4 separate regions of the Mus musculus genome follow, and regions 1, 2 and 3 are each linked to region 4. Evidence: chromatin contacts called from public HiChIP or PLAC-seq and promoter capture Hi-C data. All regions are on one chromosome and are shown on one strand. The core of a region is the stretch at or near the end of the contact, and the rest is flanking DNA. Distances in the headings are between cores, read along the strand shown.

Region 1 (2,943 bases), core at 342-2,841, 590 kb after region 4:
CAGGTCAGCACTGACGCTCATCTGGCAACAGCAGCTCTATTACCTAGAATTCAGAACAACAGAAACATCGCTGTTGTTTCCAAAAACAGGGCTGATGGACCACATGGCAGCCACTGTGTCCAGGGTGGCTGTAAGCTCCCGTGTGGGGCATGTATTGTGTTACTCCATCATTGGATCTTTAGTGACTATGGTAGCTCCTAGCCTATAAAACCTTGGCATCACTTACCAGAAGCCTAGAGAAACTCGGCAAGCTCAGCAGCAATCTGGGGGCCCTTGCTCTTAAGGTACAAAACAGTTTGGGAAATATGCCCAGAATCTAGGAGATAAACTCTATAAAGGTTTCCATGTGCTGCTGATACAGTATAGACTTAGAAATGGGTTAGTTCAATCAAGAAGTACAAGTTGAAGAAATTAGCTGGGATGGACAAGTTATATGAATATATAAACAGGAAAAGCATTGGCAGAGAATGTGTACTGCCTGAATCCACAACTTAAACACTAGCAGGAGCTTCGTTGCTTTGGAATAGCTATGGAACATGGTGTTCTGAGGACATGTGTATTTATGGAGAGGCTATGGAACTGGCAGCTGGACTCGTGTTTGGGTGGCTTTTTTAAACCAGCTGTGGTAATGTCACTATTTGTGAATTAATTAAAATAAAAATATTTTCTTTCAAAGCAGTACGGTTTTTTTAACTTAAATTTAAATCTTTGTACCTTAATGGTTGAATACAATCTATGAGATCGTGTCAATTTGCTTAACGTTCTAACTGTAGATAAATATTCCAACCTCATAAGTAACTGACAGGAGACCCCAGCAGTCAAATACTACACAAAAGACTCAGTAAGGCTCACTGGAACGTTATCTAATAGATTACACAGAGGTCCCAGTTGTCCTCTTATTGATTAAACTGGAAACTTTTATTTTTATTTTTATTAGTAACTATGCACTATGAATATAAAAAATCGGTTATCTATATTCATTTTGTTTCAAAAGTATTGATTTTAATAACCTTTAAACCATTTCCAAACAAAACTATTTCCAATACTTCAAATTTTTTATTTAAAAAATAACGTTTTGAAAATGAGTAAAAAAAAATACATTTCTCATCTGGTATTTAAATGTCTGAAATGCCATTTCTCTGAAGCAATCACCTCTTTCCTAAATATGCTAATAGCAGCTGGATTTTATGTTTATAATTATCCTCTACTATCCCCATTCAAGATACGTCTTATTGTACAGGGTCTCCTTTTTCAAGATTGAAAAAAGGAGACCCTGTACCTTTAATAAAGGAACTGGTGAAAGCTTTCTTTCCAAATTTGTTCCTTGGCTTCCAAGTGACGAAACTAGCTGTAATTTGAGAGTCCTGCAATCCTCAGGATATCTTTAGCCAAGGGGAAAGAAAACGCTGCATTCCCACCCAGTCCAGGGGTTGAAACAGTGTCAGAACAGCTTCCCTTAGCTACTAGCTCCGTCTCCCTGGAGCCAGAGGGAACTCCGAAGGTGACCGCAAAGCCAGCGCCTGGAGCAGCAGGTCCCCAGTCGGTGGGTCGGGCTATCCTGCTAAAACAGCAAAGGTCCAGCCTCTCAGTAGAGAGAGGATCAGGGACGCTGAGGAGCGTGGTGCACACCGCTGCTGCGTAGAGCCACATGAAGCCTGTGGAGGAACCAGGATCAGAGAGCGGCAAGCGAGCTGCGCCTGAGGAGGGCGCCTTCTCCCGAAGCCGCTGACACCCGGGGGAACCTTTTTCCTTGTTCCTGGACTAAAACGCTTCTCCCGAATATCCAGAATGGTGTTCCCGAAGTTGATCTGGATGGGTTTCTTTTGCCACCTGTGTCGAGGCTACTTTGATGGCCCCCTGTACCCAGAAATGTCTAATGGGACTTTGCATCATTACTTCGTGCCTGATGGAGACTATGAGGAGAATGATGACCCCGAGAAATGCCAGCTGCTCTTCAGGGTGAGTGATCGCAGGCGCTGCTCCCAGGGGGAAGGGGGCCAAGCCAGTAGCTTGCTGAGCCTCACTCTTCGAGAGGAGTTCACAGTACTGGGCCGCCAGGTGGAGGATGCTGGACGCGTCCTGGAGGGCATCAGCAAGAGCATCTCCTACGACCTGGATGGGGAAGAGAGCTATGGCAAGTACCTGAGGCGGGAGTCCCACCAGATCGGGGATGCCTACTCCAACTCTGACAAGTCCCTCACTGAGCTGGAAAGCAAGTTCAAGCAGGGCCAAGAGCAGGATAGCCGGCAGGAAAGCAGACTCAATGAGGACTTCCTGGGGATGCTGGTCCACACCAGGTCCTTGCTGAAGGAGACACTGGACATCTCTGTGGGGCTCAGAGACAAATACGAGCTGCTGGCACATACCATCAGGAGCCATGGGACCCGCTTAGGTCGACTGAAAAGCGACTATCTGGAGGGTGGGGCACAGAAGACAGGCTAATATTTCCATTGTAACTGCTTCATTTTATCCAAATTTGCACTTTCAGAACACGTCTGAAGTCATCTTTCGAAAAGAAAGAAAAATTTTAATAAGTTGAGTTATTCTGATTTTAGTTTGGTTTTGTGCATTATTTATGTTATTATTAAGGATTTTTCACTTGCAAAAAAAAGCAATTTTAAACTAACCCCTGGGTTATTTCCTAAAGGGTTTTATTGCTCTAACAGAATCTCTTCTTTCGACTCCATCTAAAGGATGCATTTGTGTGGAAAGACTGATTAAACTTCCACATCCTGGCGGGGGACGAGGTGCGTGGCTCCTTTGCATCAGCAGGCTTCTCTTTGGTCTCTGAAGGCTGAGATGCCTGATTTTCAGATGAGGTCCCAGGTGTGTGGCATGCCTGCCAGACAAGGAAGTTCATTGATTCTCCTTTCGCTCTTATTTATTTACCATGTTCTTAGTTGTTTCTGTTTTGTTGTAAGAGTGTTATTGAGAATTTGCATG
Region 2 (2,782 bases), core at 202-2,701, 930 kb after region 4:
AGAGACAGGCCCTTTGTTCCAGTTTCCATAGTAAAAAGTATATAATATAAAGAAATGTAAGCCCTAAAGAGATACCTGAGTACTAAGCCCCGGGCTGCCTGTACTAGCTCTACGCCTTTGAGGCAGGCCTTAAAAAAAGATTCTTCGCATCCCCACCTTTTAAAAGGTTTATCTTTATTTATGAGTATATACGCACTGGGTATGAGTTTATGTGCACCAAGTGCAAGCATACAGATGTCAGTAGGAGACAGTGTCAGATTTTCTGGAACTAGAGTTACTGGTGGTTGTGAACCACCCGATGATGAAGGTCCTTGGACTCGAACCTGGGTCCTTTCCAAGAGCAGTTAGCCCTCTTAAGCACTGAGCTCTCTCTAGCCTAAGTAGACTTTCTATATGTATTCTAATATAGTTTTCTTTGTGAAATGATTTGGGCTTTTCTTTCTTGATAATAGAAGTCTTGTATATCTTGTTTATCTCTACCTACACTAATATGTGGCAAAATAGTAAATGTTTGCTGAATGAGTCAACGTAAATAAACATTAAGATGGCATTATTAACTAACCCCCTTGATGAACACTCACTATTCCATTAAATGTTCTCTCTCAGATCAGTTAACCTGTCTCTGCAGAGTATGCATGCACCCTTTGGGCATCTGTACCCAGCTCTTTATATTTAAAGCACCTACTTCCTACAACCCAGCACCAGCTACACATTTTGATGCTAAGTTTATGGGTAAGAGCTCTGGAGTCGACAACCTGGTTTTTGAGGCTTTTAAAGGCTCCTAGCAGCAAGTTTTGTGTGCTTGCGACTGTGTACAGTAAGTTTCTATGGAAACTGAGACAGCAATCGTCTATCTCAGGAAAAAGGAACTAGGAATCATGGGAGATCAGTGACCATTTGTAAGAATTTACCCAGCACCCTAGGATGCAAGTGCTGCACAGCCTTTGAGCTGGAAAACAGGAGGTTATGCGGCTCGGGGTAACAACAAAGCCTTCTGAATGCCATCTCTAAGGAGTCTTGACAAGTGCTGGGAGGGCCGAACCTTGAGTTTACCTGGAGCGCTGCTGGAACTCTATTCCTTCCAAGCTCTCCACCTTGCTCTCGGACTCACGGGCATCTTCGTCCAGGGCCTCTTCATCCTCCCCCTCACTGTCGTCCGCGCCAAACGGAAAGCTCTGGTGGCCAAGGGGAGACAACAGGGACAGGGTGGAGTTGCTGCAGCTCAGAGACGGCGGCGACAAGCACTCGGTCAGCGCCACATCCTCCAGCCCTGGATCCCCGGAATCCACTAAGAGGTCGACGACAAAACTCGAGGAGGGCCGGAAGCCCGGCTTGCAGCGGGCGAGGTAACGGGTGCACGGAGCCGGAGAGGCAGCCCGCCACGGCCCAGCGGCCCGCATCAGGCCCGCCAAGTTCAAACGGCCCGAGCAAGGCCGAAGGCGCGTTCTCCCAGCAGGCTCCGCGCGCGCCGTCCGACCAATCAGCGCCAGCTTTAGGCCGTGTTGTCATAGCGACGCTTGTAGCCCGCAAGGGGCTTTGTCTGGGCTGGAAGAGCTTGGCTTCCTCAGTCCAGGTAGGAAGGTTCCTGACTGACAGCTTCAGCTTGGCGTCTCCCCGAGTCGTCCGCCCATTCCTGATGCTGTCCCGAGTACTGTGTTTGCTGTGGTGTTGAAGGCCATTTGGTGCACGACACTTATCAGTGTCACTAAAGCGGATCCTTTAAAAGGAAAAGGCAGAAGCCTGAAGCCATGGTTATTCCCCCTTCCTCATAAAAGCTCAGGATCACTAAAAAAAAAAAAAAATCTAGCACTCGTGATTGAATTTTTTAGTTCATTTATGTTGTTGTTTTTTTTGTTTTTGTTTGTCTAAGGGAGAGAACTTTATCCTCTGTGGGCATAGTTTCTCACTGTATGGGCAGCATCTGTCAACATAATCAGTTCCCCGACCCCCAGTCGCCAAGGCAGGGTTTCTCTGTATAGCCCTGGCTGTCCTGGAACTCACTATGTAGACCAGGCTTACCTCAAACTTAGAAATCCGCCTGCCTCTGCCTCCCAAGTGCTGGGATTAAAGGCATGAGCCACCGCTGCCCTGCAACACAATCGGTTTTATCAGGTTGTGTTAACTTTCTAGTCTTCCAAAGCATTTGTGTCCACTCTCCAGCGTGTCCATACCAGAGCAGCAAATCATGAGCCAACCTTAAAATCCATCGTTCTTTTTAAAATGAAATTTTGAACTGTGATGCAATAGGCATTTTTCTAGGACTTCTTGGCACTCTCCTTTTAGGGGCCGAGGATCTAACTGAAGCCGGCAAGGAAAAGATGGCAGATACTGAAAGTGAGCTGCTTATTCATGCTCACAAAACTGCATACAAAAACGCAGCTTTTGGCTAATGTACATTACATTAGTGTAAGAATCACAAGTGAAATGAGAGTATCTGTAGAATTTTCATAGCGCAGTTAGATATGTTAGAAATACTAGCAACCAAAAGCGAAGCAAAGTGACTATAAATGACATGCTAGCACTATTTTGTTCTTTTTTTTTTCCAGTAAAAACAATGGCATTGGAAGAAAACTGTACGATGAACTAAGAAACGTGATTTAGTAGGCTTATGGTTGTGACTTACTCCAGTTATTCAGTATTGGCATATCTGGTTAAGATATTTTGTCAGAAAACACCCTTGGTGTCAGTAACTCAGAGACATTGGACTACCTTATACCTTCAAAAAGACAGGAACTTGAAAAATGATCCTCCATTCCCCCAAAAAATAACCTAAAGGTTTTGG
Region 3 (2,718 bases), core at 127-2,626, 740 kb after region 4:
CATAAAATGGCAAAGCACTCTTGCTACTAATAAGAGTTGGGAGCAGGAAAACCTGAAGATCCTCTTCCCACTCTACTTCCAACAGCTGCAGATACATCTCCTCCCAAACTCCCACACCGGTTACTACCAGATCTGCTGCATACAAGTGCCATTGTCTGAGATTTACCAAGGATGAGATCTCAAGAGAGCACTAAGAAAGCAGAAGGGGGAGTTGAATCCTCTGGAACTGGAGTTCCTTCTCCCATCTTTCCTGATCTTTATTTCCCACTAACTTTTTGGCCCTGTTACCAGTTACCATTTTCTGCCTCATATACCCTGCTAACCTTATTAGCTACAGACTTTGTTATAAGCTGTGTCTCTTGGATCTGCTTCTGGATTCCTGTGCGCTGTTGTCTATAGAGGCAGGAAGCTTCCAACCCCTCTTGATGCTATGAAAACCTCTACCATCCCTTCCACAACACCCTTTGTGATTACTCAAATTTCTGGACCACTGTTCATGTCACATTTTCTTTGGTATCAGATCACTTCGTTAAAGGTACCTGTGTTTCTGTACCTTTAACGTCTCCACACAGCTAGGAATGTAATCCAGGAGGAATATCCATATCATATTTCCATATGCATGCCTGAGCAAGCTATTCTTTGCCTATGTACAGAACTGAGCTTGTCAGAGAGATTAAGAGTCGAGCACTGTTGTATAATTTTAAAATCAAGTTAGTCTTTGATCTTGTCAGCATTCATCCTAGACCTCTGCTGAGGTTTACTAGGTACTCAGAGATCTAATTAATTTCCCAATTTGCTTCTATTCAATTCTATTCCCATTAAGGATTCAGTAAGGAGAATTGAGTAGTAGAATAGAGCCAACTCCTCCCTAGTTCCTGAACATAAGCCCATGAAAGCCACCTCTCCATTGTTCTTCTTTGTGCCTGGCCCTCTCTTGGCTCCAGCTGATCACAGCTTGCTCACCCTACCATGGTCCCCTAATAAACTAGAACATATGAAATAAGCCTGTGATCTCTAGGCCTTGAGCCCAGAATTTTCCCCCTGTTCTCTTCCAGATAAATTCCACTGTCCTTCGAGGCCTGCAATAAATCTCTTCCCCACCTGAAGCTTCCATTATCCCTGTTGGAAAGCATTCTCTGGCCGCTGGCTCTCGGGGATCTTACTTTTTCCCTCAGTTATGGCGCTTACTTCATTCTGCCTCATGTTCCAAGAAGTTGTTTACCAGAACAGTCTTTCCCATGAGGCCAGAAGCAAATCAAAAGCAGGGAGCCTACTACATTCATTTCTGCTTCTGCTCCTCCTAGCCCCCCTCTATCCAGTGCTTTGCGTACTACAGTCCACAGACTGTTGAACTGTTCAATGAACCCACTGTTAGAGCCTCCAGGAGCGCTGGACATCTTGAGCGCCTTCTGAGGCATGAATGGTAACTACTTTGCCAAGAGCAGGAAGGAACTCATCCAAGCAACACCATATTTGGCCTGCCTGTGAGACCATTTGTTTTCCTGTTTTCCACTCATTCTTAATTACAATCGAGCTGCCTCATGCATTTCCTCTTTCTGCTACTGGAACACACTATCAGTTAGCTCTCTGTGTCAATTCAGTATTGATGTAGGAAGCTCCAGTCAGTAAGTTTCCTCCTTGTTTCCAGACATACTGAAGGAGTCCAACACCCAAGGCCAGCAGTCAGATTTCATTAGAGTTCCTGCCTCTCCCAGATGGCCTGGGCTGGGTTGAGAGGAAAAAGCTGGATAGAGACTGAAGACTGCACTCAAGCTTTGACCCTGCCACCTGCTTTTTATAACTCAGTTTCTTTATCTGTGAAATACGACAAGTAAGCCCTTGGTTAAAGGATAGACGGGAGTGGTTTTTGTAGACTCTGGATATAAAGCAAGCAATGTGCTGGGTCATGTACTGAAGTAGTTTTTCTACTGACTCTGTACCAGGAATAAGAGTGGCACGGCCCAGTTTGGATGATAAATCCTATCAAATAATAACTGGGGAAAGGTGCTGGAGCCACTGTCGCTGAGCCACGCTGCTTCTGCTCGCCCGTCACCCCCCCCCCCCCCCATCGTGCACTAGCGGTCTCAAAAGATTCAAAGTCCAAGATGGTGGCAACCCTCAAGGACCAGCTGATTGTGAATCTTCTTAAGGAAGAACAGGTCCTCCAGAACAAGATTACAGTTGTTGAGGGTTGGTACTGTTGGCATGGCTTGTGCCATCAGTATCTTAACGAAGGACTTGGCAGATGAGCTTGCCCTTGTTGACGTCATGGAAACCAAAGGGAGAGATGATGGATCTCCAGCATGGCAGCCTCTTCCTTAAAATACCAAAAATTATCTCCAGCAAAGACTATTGTGTAGTTGAAAACTCCAAGCTGGTCATCACAGCGGGGGCCATCAGCAAGAGGGAGAGAGCTGACTTAATCTGGTACAGAGAAACGTGAACATCTTCAAGTTCATCATTCCGAACAATGTGAAGTACAGTCCACACTGCAAGCTACTGGTTGTCTCAAATCCAGTGGATATCTTGACCTTTGTGGCTCGGAAAATCGGTGGCTTTCCCAAAAGCTGACTTATTGGAAGTGGTTGCAGTCTGGATTCAGCTCGGTTCTGTTACTTGATGGGAGAAAGGCTGAGGGTTCACCTGCTGAGCTGTCACGGCTGGGTCCTGGGAGAACATGGCGACTCTAGTGTGCCTGTGTGGAGTGGTGTGAACATT
Region 4 (2,771 bases), core at 260-2,759:
GTCTATTATTCACTGCTCAATATCATGGCATAGTCCTTGATATTCTTTCTACTCAGGGTACATTGCAGTAGACCCTCTGGTGTCTCTGACTTCCTCCTTCCTGTTCCATTTCTTGTTTCAGATGATCTCACAACCTGTTACTAATGAAATAAAAAGTACCCAGAGAACTGCCTTATTGAATCTATCTACTTTATAAGTAACCATAACAAATAATAATTAATCACAATTTAAAGTTTCTGGGGTCTATATGTCTCTGAATAACGGGAATGCCTTTTTCCTTGAAGCTGATATTACTACATTTATCATCTTTGAATCATTCAACAAGTATGAAGACAGAGAAAAATTAACAATAATTCAAATTATTTGAGATTTTAAAAATTGTGAAATTTCATTATCATTTTAAAATCTACTTTTATTTGGACCTTCAGTTTATTCTAAATTAATTGGTCTCACACAATTTCAAACTTAGGAACCAACAGACCCTATTGTTGCATGTCTGTTCAATAATACCTTATGTAACTTGTTCTGGGAGGAATTTGGGATCAGGAAATCATGATTATATGAAAAGAGAGAGAGAGAGAGAGAGAGAGAGAGAGAGAGAGAGAGAGAGAGAGAGAGAGAGGGAGGGAGGGAGGGAGGGAGGGAGGGAGGGAGGGAGGGAGAGAGAGAGAGAGAGAGAGAGAGAGAGAGAGAGAGAGAGAGAGAGAGAGAGAACACTGGAAACCATTTTGAGCTGGTTCTTACCCTCATTTAACCACTGCATGTGTTTCTGCCATGATTGCTTCCTCTCTTTGACTGTTAGGTATCTTCATTTCCCAATTTGTGTTCCCAAACACTGTTTCCATTTGTGTGATAATGGAACTTGTGTGTTGCTGTGAGCTTCAGGTTCTTTTTATAATATAAGATTATTTTTATGGCTTTTTAATTATGATTATATTGAGTACCATTGTTGATATTTCTTCAGCATCTGTTAGAAAGAATTAAACCTTTCAGTATCGCACAAAAAATTAAAATCGAAGTAGCTGAAGCAGAAAAAAAACTTAAATGTTGCATGCTAGAACTTAGTGCTTATCTAAGGCAGATCATGGATGTTGTGGTCTCTCCCACATGAATATTTAAGAAGGAAGGATGGAAACAGAACTACATCTGTTAGTATCCTCTTGTCAGGACAGATGCCAGCTTCACCCTTCTTTATTTACAGACCAACTTCGAGGAAATTAATACTGGTGCCTGGGTTTGATAAGGAGGTTTAGAGCTTGAAAATGAGTGCATTAGTGATAGCTCTAAAGGAATGCTTGGATTTATGCCTTGTCCTTAAGAAATTTCTTCCTCTCCCACGTGCACCAAACCCCTTACAACACCCACCCTCACTGCAGCACTGAGAAACAGCCGGGATGTGGGGTTATTTCAGAAGTAGCCACTGAGGGGAGCCGGCCACGGACTGCCCTCCCACGTTGCTATGACGATGAGACTGGCGGGCACACAGCCTTCAGAGCTAAGTGCTGGCTAAAGCAGGTGTCAGATTGCGATGAGCTTGGTGGCTCTGGGATTACTCAGAGCCCCAGGAGTGTCTCTGGAAAGTCTGGCTGCAATTCCTCTGCATCCCTCTCCGACAGCTCCTCAACTCCTTTGGATCGCGCAGAGTGAAAATGGTCCACCACTCAGGCTCCATTCAGTCCTTTAAACAGCAAAAAGGTCAGTGAGAATTCTCTCTCTCTTCCCTGGGGGCACCACATCCCGCTCTGCATCTCCTTGCAAAAGCATCCTTTTCACTCGTGTATTGTGTTGAAGAGCTGTGGAACTCTGTAAAGTTAGGACCCCATTTTATTAATGTTTTATCCTGCAACGGAGATAAGTCTGATATCCGGAGCCGCACAGCGCCCGGGAGGGAACAGAATCTGTCATGTCAGGACTTGTTTGTTCATATCGCTTAAGTCTCCTTCAGTGCATTGCAGTGAACTGTTTAAACAGATAAGGTTCCTGCAGTACCCCTGGGTTTGAAGAGTGAAATTTTGGGTTATATTTGCCTCAGTATGCGCTTCTAGTACCCTGTAAGATTCACAAGAGCAGAATTTATTACTTGTGCTGAGCTTGAAAAATTGTATAATAAATGCATTCGTGGAAAAATCCCAGCGGTTGACTGGTCCCAGATATAATTTCCTTGGAAAACTTTCTCTTCTGACCCCACTTTTATTACGGGTTTCCGACTTTTATGTGTATTTGGGTCTTCCTGGAACTTCCCAGACCACCGTTTAGCTTTCACAAAATTTTCACTAGTTGCGTGGGCATGGTCAGATCAAGAATGTTTTTTTTTAATCACTCTTTGTTCTGCTTTGTTATTTAAATGGCTTCTCATAAAGCACATATTTCTTTAACATAGATTCTGGAAATGGTATTCTCTTATGCAGTTATTCAACATTAATGCCATTTACTGAATGAATAATGGTAATTATGATGCATTTGTTAATATAATCATTAAAATATGTAATTTTCAAGTATTCATTCCATTTTCACTGAAATAAAAATTTATTGAAATCTTACTTCTAAAATTCTTTCTCCAAATGACTGCTTTATGGTATCTCTTTGGCTTTGTTTCTAAACAAACAAACAAACAAACAAACAAAAACTTTGGATATCCCCAGAATAACCTAGTCGGGATTTATTCTTCAGGCAGCATATTGTGCTGAAAGAACTTCCCATCAGGAACTGTAATCTGCATGAATCCTCTTTTGAATGTATGTTGGAATTAGGTACAAAGTGAGAGACGGTGG

Evidence for each region. Promoter capture Hi-C pulls out the DNA fragments that hold promoters and counts their contacts. HiChIP or PLAC-seq counts read pairs in DNA pulled down with a chosen protein or histone mark.
Region 1: a contact with region 4 is called in a promoter capture Hi-C map of liver, with 3 times the contacts expected there. The contact joins the promoter of Fibin here to the promoter of Ano3 in region 4. A contact is called at or near these places in 8 of 39 promoter capture datasets (the 3T3-L1 cell line, cranial neural crest, frontonasal cranial neural crest and 5 more).
Region 2: a contact with region 4 is called in an H3K27ac HiChIP or PLAC-seq map of stem cell-derived neural progenitor cells, with 5 times the contacts expected there. The contact joins the promoter of Ccdc34 here to the promoter of Ano3 in region 4. A contact is called at or near these places in 1 of 39 promoter capture datasets (hippocampal neurons) and 1 of 115 datasets of contacts at active chromatin or transcription factors (stem cell-derived neural progenitor cells).
Region 3: a promoter capture Hi-C map of maxillary cranial neural crest shows a contact between it and region 4, with 5 times the contacts expected there. The contact joins the enhancer-like site here to the promoter of Ano3 in region 4. A contact is called at or near these places in 8 of 39 promoter capture datasets (the 3T3-L1 cell line, cranial neural crest, embryonic stem cells and 4 more) and 4 of 484 Hi-C or Micro-C datasets (cerebral cortex, embryonic fibroblasts and embryonic stem cells).

What each region holds. Positions count from the first base shown.
Region 1 is chr2:110,361,641-110,364,583 of GRCm38.p6, reverse strand. It overlaps Fibin (fin bud initiation factor homolog (zebrafish)), which reads left to right and starts at 1,591. Exons shown (of 1, transcript NM_026271.1): 1 at 1,591-2,943. The coding sequence starts at 1,789. The coding sequence ends at 2,442. The region is part of intron 2 of Gm30319 (a long non-coding RNA gene); the gene reads right to left.
Region 2 is chr2:110,016,486-110,019,267 of GRCm38.p6, reverse strand. It overlaps Ccdc34 (coiled-coil domain containing 34), which reads right to left and starts at 1,451. Exons shown (of 6, transcript NM_026613.4): 1 at 1,054-1,451. The coding sequence starts at 1,400.
Region 3 is chr2:110,209,554-110,212,271 of GRCm38.p6, reverse strand. It overlaps the pseudogene Gm13937. Among named protein-coding and RNA genes, the nearest start is that of Gm22997, 7.1 kb to the left of the region's middle. Within about 2 kb of position 1,376, at least 68 of the 459 cell types and tissues checked have an H3K27ac peak or open chromatin away from gene starts, as enhancers often do.
Region 4 is chr2:110,948,982-110,951,752 of GRCm38.p6, reverse strand. It overlaps Ano3 (anoctamin 3), which reads left to right and starts at 1,509. Exons shown (of 27, transcript NM_001128103.2): 1 at 1,509-1,695. The coding sequence starts at 1,650.